Regions from separate parts of the Sus scrofa genome. Here region 2 is linked to region 1. The links are chromatin contacts, called in public promoter capture Hi-C maps. All regions are on one chromosome and are shown on one strand. Each heading gives the region's core, a stretch centred on a gene start, on an enhancer-like site or on the middle of the called end of the contact. The rest is flanking DNA. Distances are from core to core; before and after follow the strand shown.

The links. Promoter capture Hi-C pulls out the DNA fragments that hold promoters and counts their contacts.
Region 2: a promoter capture Hi-C map of liver shows a contact between it and region 1, with 2.7 times the contacts expected there. The contact joins the promoter of SIRT2 here to the promoter of SPRED3 in region 1. A contact is called at or near these places in 1 of 5 promoter capture datasets (liver) and 1 of 2 datasets of contacts at active chromatin or transcription factors (alveolar macrophages).

Annotation. Positions count from the first base shown.
Region 1 is chr6:47,300,291-47,304,501 of Sscrofa11.1, reverse strand. SPRED3 (sprouty-related, EVH1 domain-containing protein 3) reads right to left here and starts at 2,291. Exons shown (of 6, transcript XM_021094342.1): 1 at 2,139-2,291; 2 at 470-557. The coding sequence starts at 553. GGN (gametogenetin) reads left to right here and starts at 2,926. Exons shown (of 3, transcript XM_005664585.3): 1 at 2,926-3,179; 2 at 3,943-4,211. The coding sequence starts at 3,962.
Region 2 is chr6:47,701,253-47,705,463 of Sscrofa11.1, reverse strand. SIRT2 (sirtuin 2) reads left to right here and starts at 2,122. Exons shown (of 17, transcript NM_001114271.1): 1 at 2,122-2,179; 2 at 3,025-3,071. The coding sequence starts at 2,164. NFKBIB (NF-kappa-B inhibitor beta) reads right to left here and starts at 1,820. Exons shown (of 6, transcript XM_003355897.5): 1 at 1,545-1,820. The coding sequence starts at 1,723.

The DNA.
Region 1 (4,211 bases), core at 1,042-3,541:
GTGAGGATCTCTGAGCAAGATGGAGCCACGGGGAGGGTTCTGAGCAGAGGAGGGATGTGATCTGAGTCAGGTGTTAGCACAGCCCCTGTGGAACAGACCGAAGGTGGGGGAGGGAGCAGGAGCAGGGCAAGGAGACCAGGGGGGAGGCTGCTGTGACAGTCGAGCAGGCAGTGGCAGTGGACAGGACCTGCTTCATAGCCCCAGTAGTCCGGAAACTCTCAACTCGTATCCAGAGGACAGACATTCACTTCCAACTCCATCCCACACCCCGGTTTGATCCGGGCTGGGAGATGACCGGACCACACCTCTGCATTCCCAGCCCCGTTCCCCTACTTCCCCACACCCCACACCACCCCCATGCCCCAGGGTGGCTCACTTTCTGGTCCCGGAGGCGCTCCCCGTGGATGACGTAGTGCCCCTGGCGGGCCCCCCCCTCGGGCCTGGCCCCTCGGACCCGACATACGCTCACCTGGCTGAGGCCCCCGCCCCCCACAGGCAGCCAGCCCCCACTGGAGTCATCTCGGGCCATCACCACGGCTCGGACCCGAACCATGTACCTGGAGGAGTTTGGGGGGGACAGAGACAACACCGTCAGTGAGCCCCAATCCTGTTCTCCTATTCAGTGTCCCCCCCATCCTTCACCTCCCCTCTTCAGCTCCCTCAGCTGGATCTACTGCACCCTCAGCCAGCCTGTACCTCACCTTCCATACCCACCTCCACCCCATGCCACCTTCTCCCCGTCCCCATCACGTCTCTTCTGCCCATCTTCTTCCCCATGCCCACCTTCCTCCAGCACTGCTTCTTTCTTCCTCTTGCCATCTCCTTCCTCCCATGCCTACCTTTTCCTCCATAGCTACCTTTTTTCTCCCTACCCACCTTTTCTCCCTCTCCCCATCTTGCCCGTCCTCACCCCCCATAGCTTTGCTCTTCCACTTCCCTTCCTCCTCCTGCTCATCCCCTATCAACCTCTCTCCTTCTCCTCCCTCTGCACGTACCCACAGCCCCACCCATCGTCCCCCTCACAGCTGGGTGCCTGCGCATATGTATTTTCTTAGAGCCCATCAACTCAGCCCCAGTCCCCCCTACACTGCCTCCGCACCCTGCCGCCCAGGCCACTGGCTGGGTGAGAAACCCAGGCTCTCTTCCCCCCACCCCTTCCCGGATTTATGAATGAGACCGGATGCAAAGCTCATTGAGTCACCCGGCAACGGGAGATGGGCAGAGAGCAGGGAGAGAACCAGAAATGGCCAGAGACAGGCCGAAAGGGAGATGGAGGCAGAAGAAGCCAGGAACGGGCGACCGAGACACATCCAGAGAGCATTTCATTCACAAAATCAAGGTTGCTCCCTCAGGCCCCTGCCGAGGAAAGGCAAGGGGGAGAGATTGCGGGCGGGCAGGCGGGCGGGGAGGGGGGAATTGATCCCTCCTCTTCCCTCTCCCGGCCCCAGCATCCTTCAGAACCATCTTACCCCGCCCCCCAGCCCCCCTCCCCCCTGTTCAGGGACCATAGCCCTCCGCCCAGCAATCAGGATCAGCCTCCAACCCCTCACTACCACCTAGCGCAGGGACCTTGGTGCCCCAGCCTCAAGCACCCAAGCCACGAGCTCTAGCCCCTTCCCCCACCAGCAGGCTGTCGGGTTTCCCCAGCCTTTCGGGAGGGGAAGGGGCCGCCGCAGCGCCCCCAGCCCCCTTTTCTCAATGGGATGGGATTTTGTGAATGAGCAGTCACGTGACGCTGCTTCCTTTGTCCGCCCGCCTCCCCCGACAACAGGTGAAGCAGAGAAAGAGGGCAGGGGTCCCCCCCCAGGGCCTACTGGGATGGGATGCCGGGATTTCTGGGTGCCCTACGCTCCCTATGATCTGTTTCCTGGGGGGAGTGGTCCCCAGATTTCCTCAATGGTGGGGGTCCAGTACGGAAATTATGAATGGGGTGTCCTCGTAGGAAGTCCAGGCCCCCCCAAATGGAGACTGGTACCCCAAATGGCTGCCGCGCAGTTTAGGAGCCCCCACCCCCTTGTCCTTCCAGCCAGGGTCTGGGGGCGTCCCGGTGGACAGGAGGCGCTGCGCGGTCCCGGCTGCCCCCTCACCGTGACAGGCCGTCTGTCAGCCCCCGCCCCCTCGCCCCCCTCGGCACCTGCCTGGAAGGCTCCGGCCGGGCTCCGAGCGGTGGCGACGTGGCCTCCTCCTCCTCCTCCTCTTCGCTCCAGCTCCCTCGCTGGCTCCGGCGGCGCTAGAGACGGGCACCGGGAGCCGGGGCGAGGGGGGAGGGAGGGGAAACCTGGTAGATGGGGGGGGAGGGGGCGGCTTGGGGGGAGGGGTAAGCGCGAGGCAGGCGCACTTGCCCGCTGGGTCCTAGAGCCCGGCCCTGGCTCCAGCGAACAGCCCCCCAGCCCCCATTTTCTTAGGATCCAGAAAGGATCCCCTCCTTTCCCACCCATCTGTGCCATTGGTCCCTGAGGATGTAGGGAGGGAGTCTAGGACAGAGCTTGCTCTGGATGTTCTAAAGAGGCAAGGTCTATGTTTTGGGTTCTAAATGGGAGTGGCGGGGTGCCTGGCGGGGTTCGAAAAGGGGTGGGGCGAGAAGGGAGCATCGCTAGGGGGCGGGGTCGGAGGGCCTGGAAAAGGAGAGTGAAGACGCGGGAGGCGCGGACGAGCGCGTGCGTCATAGAAGGGGCGGATCCACAGAGGAAGGGCCTTCTGGGCGAGCCAGAGGAAAGAGGGTCTTGGGAGGAGAGGTTGTCCTTGTAGGACGGAGCTTACAAGTAAACTGCCTTTAGGGGCCGGACGACGGAGAGTTCCAAAAGGGAGGAGCTACGCAGCTGTGTTCATAATGGGCGGAGCTTCAGGAGAGAAACTAACGGAGAGGGCGGGGCATTGTGAAGGGGCGGGGCTTAAAAGAACGTTCTACAGGGGTGGGGCCTAGGACTGCAAGGCCTGGGGGCGGGGAAGAAGACACTGGAGTATTTCAAAGGGAGATCCAGGTTCCTAAGGGGCAGTGCTCAAGCTGGCACACGGGGCGGGGGGCTCGAGCCTATGGGCGGGGCCTAGGTCTCGGGGTCCGCTCTTGCTGCCTCGCCCGCTTGCCCCGTTCTTTTCGGTTACTTTCTGCTGCGGCCGTTCCCCTCCCTCCCCTGGGCCCAGGGGGCCGCGGTCCGAACTTCGGTCGGCTGGTGGAGTCGGTGAGTGGGATCCTCTGAGAGGAGGAGCGAGGGCGGAGCTTGGGGGAAGGGGTGGAGCCTGAGTATGAGGTCTGCCGCTAGACCTGGAGCAGGAAAAGAAATTTAGCAGTGAAGCCTGGGAAGAGGGCGGGAACCAAATAATCAATTGAGAGGGAGTTGAGGGTTAGAGGTGAGGACTGAGGGGTTAGCACGACAAAAATATCTGGATTTGTTAAGCGGAGGCGGGGCCAGACCTGGGGAGGGTTGGGGGGTCTGGTTGAGAAGGCCCGATTCCCTGACAATCGGGGGCGGGACCAGAGGGAGGAGGCGGGGCCTGGGCCAAAGAAACCTTGTTGAGAGTTCAGGGAGAGAAGCTGGTACTCCTTGGTCTTACAAGCTACAGAGTACAATCACCACGCGTGTTGTGGCCTGAGTAACTGGCAAGGAAGGCGGGCAAGGCCTATGTCTTGGAGTCTAGAGACCTCGGATGTGGTCAAAGCGAAGGGATGTGATCTGAGGGTCCAGATAGGAAGACAGGTACTGAACCTTAGTACACTAAGAGAATGGGGACTCTGTACCTGAACAGCAGCTGTATGGGTCCACGGGGAAGAAGATGTGAACGTCAAGAGCAGAGAAATAGGAATGCGGCTAGAGACTAGTTCCCGAGTGGATATCGGAGGACAAGGGCAGGGCGGGTGAGGATAGATAGGACCAAGTACAACTCTGCCTCGTGGGTTTCCCCCAGCCCTGATAGATTGACTGGCTGACGTTTTTCTGACCACAGTCCCTGACCTCCGTCAGAAATGGGGAACGTGCAGTCGGAGCCGTCCGCTGGCGGGGGCTCCCGAAAAGAGCAGGCCTCGGGCCGGTCCTCCGACTCCCGCCGGACATCCTTGATGGAGCCCGAGGTGACCCCCTCTTCCCCAGCCATGCGCCTGGCTCGAGGGCTGGGTGTCTGGTTCCCTGGCAGCTCTCCGCCCCCAGGACTCCTGGTACCCCCGGAGCCCCAGGCCTCACCCTCACCCCTGCCCCTGACCTTAGAACTGCCCTCGC
Region 2 (4,211 bases), core at 873-3,372, 400 kb before region 1:
ACATCATGGAATTCCTGTTGTGACTCAGTGGTTAACGAACACAACCAGTATCCATGAGGATGTGGTCAATCCCTGGCCCGGATCACTGGGTTAAAGATCTGGCACTGCCATAAGCTGTGGTCTAAGTCGCACATAGGGCTCAGATCCCACATTGCGGTGGCTGCGGTGTAGGCCGGCAGCTGCATCTTCGATTTGACCCCAGCCTGGGAACTTCCGTATGTCGCAGGTAGGCCTTAAAAGCAAAACAAAACAAAATGACAAAAAACGACACAGCACATCAGAATTGGTGAGATACTGCTAAAGCACTACTCCGGGAAATTTACAGCATGAATCACTTATATGCGTAAAAAAAAAAAAAAAAAAGAGTCTCAAATCAATGACCTCAGCTTCCATCTTAAAAAACGAGAAAAAGAAGAAATTAAACCCCAAATAAGAGAAGAAAGTAAATAAGTCAGAACAGAGATCAACAAAATAGAAAGCAAAAAGAGAGAAAAAGAGAAAATAAATGAAACCACAGCTGGTTGTTTGAGAAGATCACTGTTTCCTGAGTGCCTCCTATGGGTCAGGGGCTGCTGGGTCACTGGGGATACAGCGGTAAACACGATACTCAAAAACCCCAGGTACATTCCCTCAATTGGGCCTTTACAACTGTTTTTCCCTCTATGTGCAATGTTCTCCCCAGATAATCTACTTGTCTCACTTCCCTGCTTTATTTTTCTCCAAAGAACTTCTTAACGTCTGACATGCTATTTTTCTTTTTTTTTTTAATTTTTGTCTTCGTTTCTTCCTGCCTTTCTTCTTTCTCTCCCTTTCTTACTTTAGGTCTGTGTATCTTTTTTTCTCTTTCCTTCTCTCTCCTTTTCTTTCCTTTTTCTTCCTCCTACCCTTCCTCCCTCCCTGTCAGTCTATCTGCCCTTCTGTCTATATACCCCCACTAGAATGTATGCTCCACAAGACAAATGTTTTTTGGGCTTTCCTCCCTGCCTTTAGGCCACACCTAAAACAGTTCCTGGAAAGTCGAAGGTGTTGGATTATTTGTTTAATAGATGAATTCCTGCTGTTATGTAGTTTCCATTTTCTCTTTGAATGTAAGCTTTGAAGATCAGAGTTCAGAAGGTGGGATCCTGGAGTCAAAAGCCAAGTATTAATTTCGAAATAAAATCTAAGGCTCATGTAAGTTAGGCGCTGAGGACCAAAGATCATATTTGGAGGATAAAGGTCAGGAGGAGCCTGTCTGAACTACAGTTCTAACAGAGGGCTAAGGACTGGGGTCAGGAAGGTCAAATCGAGTTTTGGATGTGGAATCGATCACTGAATGTGGGTCTGATCAATGAACGCATAACTCTGAGAATCAGTTCAAGAAAGGAAGGCCAGACATTATTGGGTTAGGATCAAAATTAGATAAGAAGTTGGTTTTATCAGAGGCCAGTCTTGGGGTCAGGAAGTCAAGCATCAAAAGACAGATTTAGGATTGAAAGGTTGGGAAGTCAGGATTGGAGATGTGGGACCCTGGGGCCCGATTTGTCAGTCTAAGGTTCACTCACGTGTCGCCATCCTCAGTGACGTAGCCGAAGACGAGGGGCGCCCACGATAGTCCCGGACCCAGCTCCGCGCCTAGGCCTGGTCCTCCGGGGGCCGCTGCGTCCGGACCCAGAGAGCCCAAGCCGCTGTCGCACCATTCATCGGTGTCCGCAGCTTTCCCCAAGCACGCAACCCCAGCCATGGCCCCCGAAGCCTCAGGGGCCCCCAGCGGCAGCCCGCCTGTCGCTGGGCTCTGCCTGGAATTCTCGAGCTTCCGCCCTGCGGGGAATTCCCCAACACGCCCCCCTGACTCATCCAATCAGGGTGGGCTAAGTAGTACACGCCCCGCCCCCATGCCACATGATGACCAATCAGAGCACTCAGGTGGACTACGGCGTTCTACCTTTTCCCACACTTTCCCGGAGTCCTTTACCAGCATGGCTGTGGACGTGGAGCCCTCTGGGACTCGTAGTCCGGCCTTTGCGTGGGGGCGCGCTCCGTACGCGGTGCAGAGCATTATATGCGATCGCGATGGCTGCTGGGAGTTGTAGTTCTCTGCCTTGTCTCGGCCCCCTCCTGTTTCCGGTGCCGTCACGGGACAGAGCAGTCGGTGACAGTCCCGAGGGCCCCCGCCCCGCGCCCATGGCCGAGCCGGATCGTGAGTCGGGGACCCCGGTGGGAGGGCAGGGCTGCACCGGGGCCTAGCTGAGGGTCGTAGGCCCCGGGGCCCGAGGGCAGGCTTGGTGGGGCAGGAGATGGGGGTTGCATGGGGGGGAAAATGGGATTCCGGGGGCAGTTGCCAAGTGATCCATATTGCTAGATTGGTGGCTTTCTGGGTCGCTAGGTTTTAAGGGTCCGTTTGCCACTTCCCCCAAGTTACTAATGATCACATGTTTCTCGCACCTTAGTTGCCAAGGACCCTCGTTGCTAGGGACTTAAGATGCCGCGGTCCTGGTTGCTAAGGGTACCTGGTTGTTAGTAGCAACTGTAGGATGCCAGGGTCCCCTCCTATTGCTTCCTTTTTCTCCGAAACCAACCCCACCCTGCCCGACACACACACACACACACACCACACACACACACACACTCTGCACCTCTTCTCCCAAACCTGCCAACAGGCAGAGTATGTCTTCTCTCCTTTCTATGGCTTCCCACTGCTTGTAAACCTAATGACACACACTCTCACACTACTACACCCTTCCTAACTCCTCCTAAGTCTTCCTCCATGCCGGGCGTGCTTTACTTTCTCTTCCCTCGCCTAAACCTTCCTGTCCCGGCCTCTTTGTCCCTCGCTAACCTCTCCTCCCAGCCGTCTGCACACTGATAAGGTCCGCTTTTCCCCATTGCCGCCCTCCTCCACTTCCATTTTACACCCCCACCCCACCCGGTATGACCAGGTTGGTGAGTTTTCTTGATCCCTCTGCCCCACTAATTTGAAGCCCTTCCTTCCCCCTTAACCACTCCCTTCACCTTAACCACGTCTGCTCCCCCTCCTCCCCCCAGCCTCAGACCCTGTGGAGACCCAGACAGGGAAGGTGCAAGAGGCTCAGGTGAGATGGGGCGGAAGGGTGGCGGGAAGGAGAGAGATGGACTTCCCACACCCCATCCTGGGAGGGAGGTGGCAGAGGGGAGATGGGAACCCCAGGGCCCTGAGCTCCCTGCCCCAGTCCCTCCCCCCACCTCCTGGTTCAGCCTCCCGGGGAATGGTGGATTCTGGGGACTGTCAGAGGAGGGCGTGCAGCCTCAGCCCCCGGCCTGCCCTTCCAAACCTTCCTCTCTCCTTGCCACCCCCCACCCCATCCCTTCTGAACCTCTTTTGCACTGCGCATGGAAGAGATCTCAGAGCCAAGTGTAGGGTGACAAGGAAAGCAGCTCAGGGCACCTTGGGAGCCCAGAGTAAACTTCGTGGAGTCCCACAGATTCCAGCCAGTCCTTTCCCTGGAGGAATCCCACAGGCTGATCTAGGAGTCAGGTTGAGGTACAGACTCGCAGTAGTGAGTGTAGAGTGACTTAGAATTTTCTTAGGTGAGGTGCGAATTGGGGTCCCACGCGGAGGGTACGGCTTGTGCAAACACGGGGAGGCGGGAGAGTGAGATGCGCTCAGAGGTCAGGTGGCTGGGGTGCTCCGCTAATTATTCCCATGGTTGGCATTTCCTGAGTACTTACTCCAGCAGGTACTCTGTCTCGTGCTCTATGTGCAGCGTCTCATCTTCCCAGCATCCCTGTGGGGGGCAAGGCCTACTGTGTCCATTTTACACATGAGGGATTTGAAACAGAGTTTTTCAATAGCTTTTCCTCTGACCCTTGGCTAGAGGAGCAGAGATGGGTTTGCACCCCATGGTACCCAGCACATTGCCTTCCAGATGCCTCGCTTTGGACTCACAGAGGCCCCATTGGCACCTCCAGCTCCCCCTTAGTCCAAGTTGCTCCCACGTGCCGGGCAAGGCCCTCCTGTCCTTCCACAGAGCCTCCCTGTCTGCAGCCTGAAAGCGTGCCAGCCCACCCACAGACGTGAGATGGCAGCTCAGAGGCAGGGCAGTGCAGAAGCTGTGTCACAGCTGCCCACACATGCACAGCAGAGCCACGCTGAGGGTATCAGAGCTCCTGTCGGCCGGCCTCGCCCTCCCCTGGCTCCCGAAGCACGACCACTGTCAGGAAAGAAGTTTTCATGGGAGAAAGGGATCCTCCGT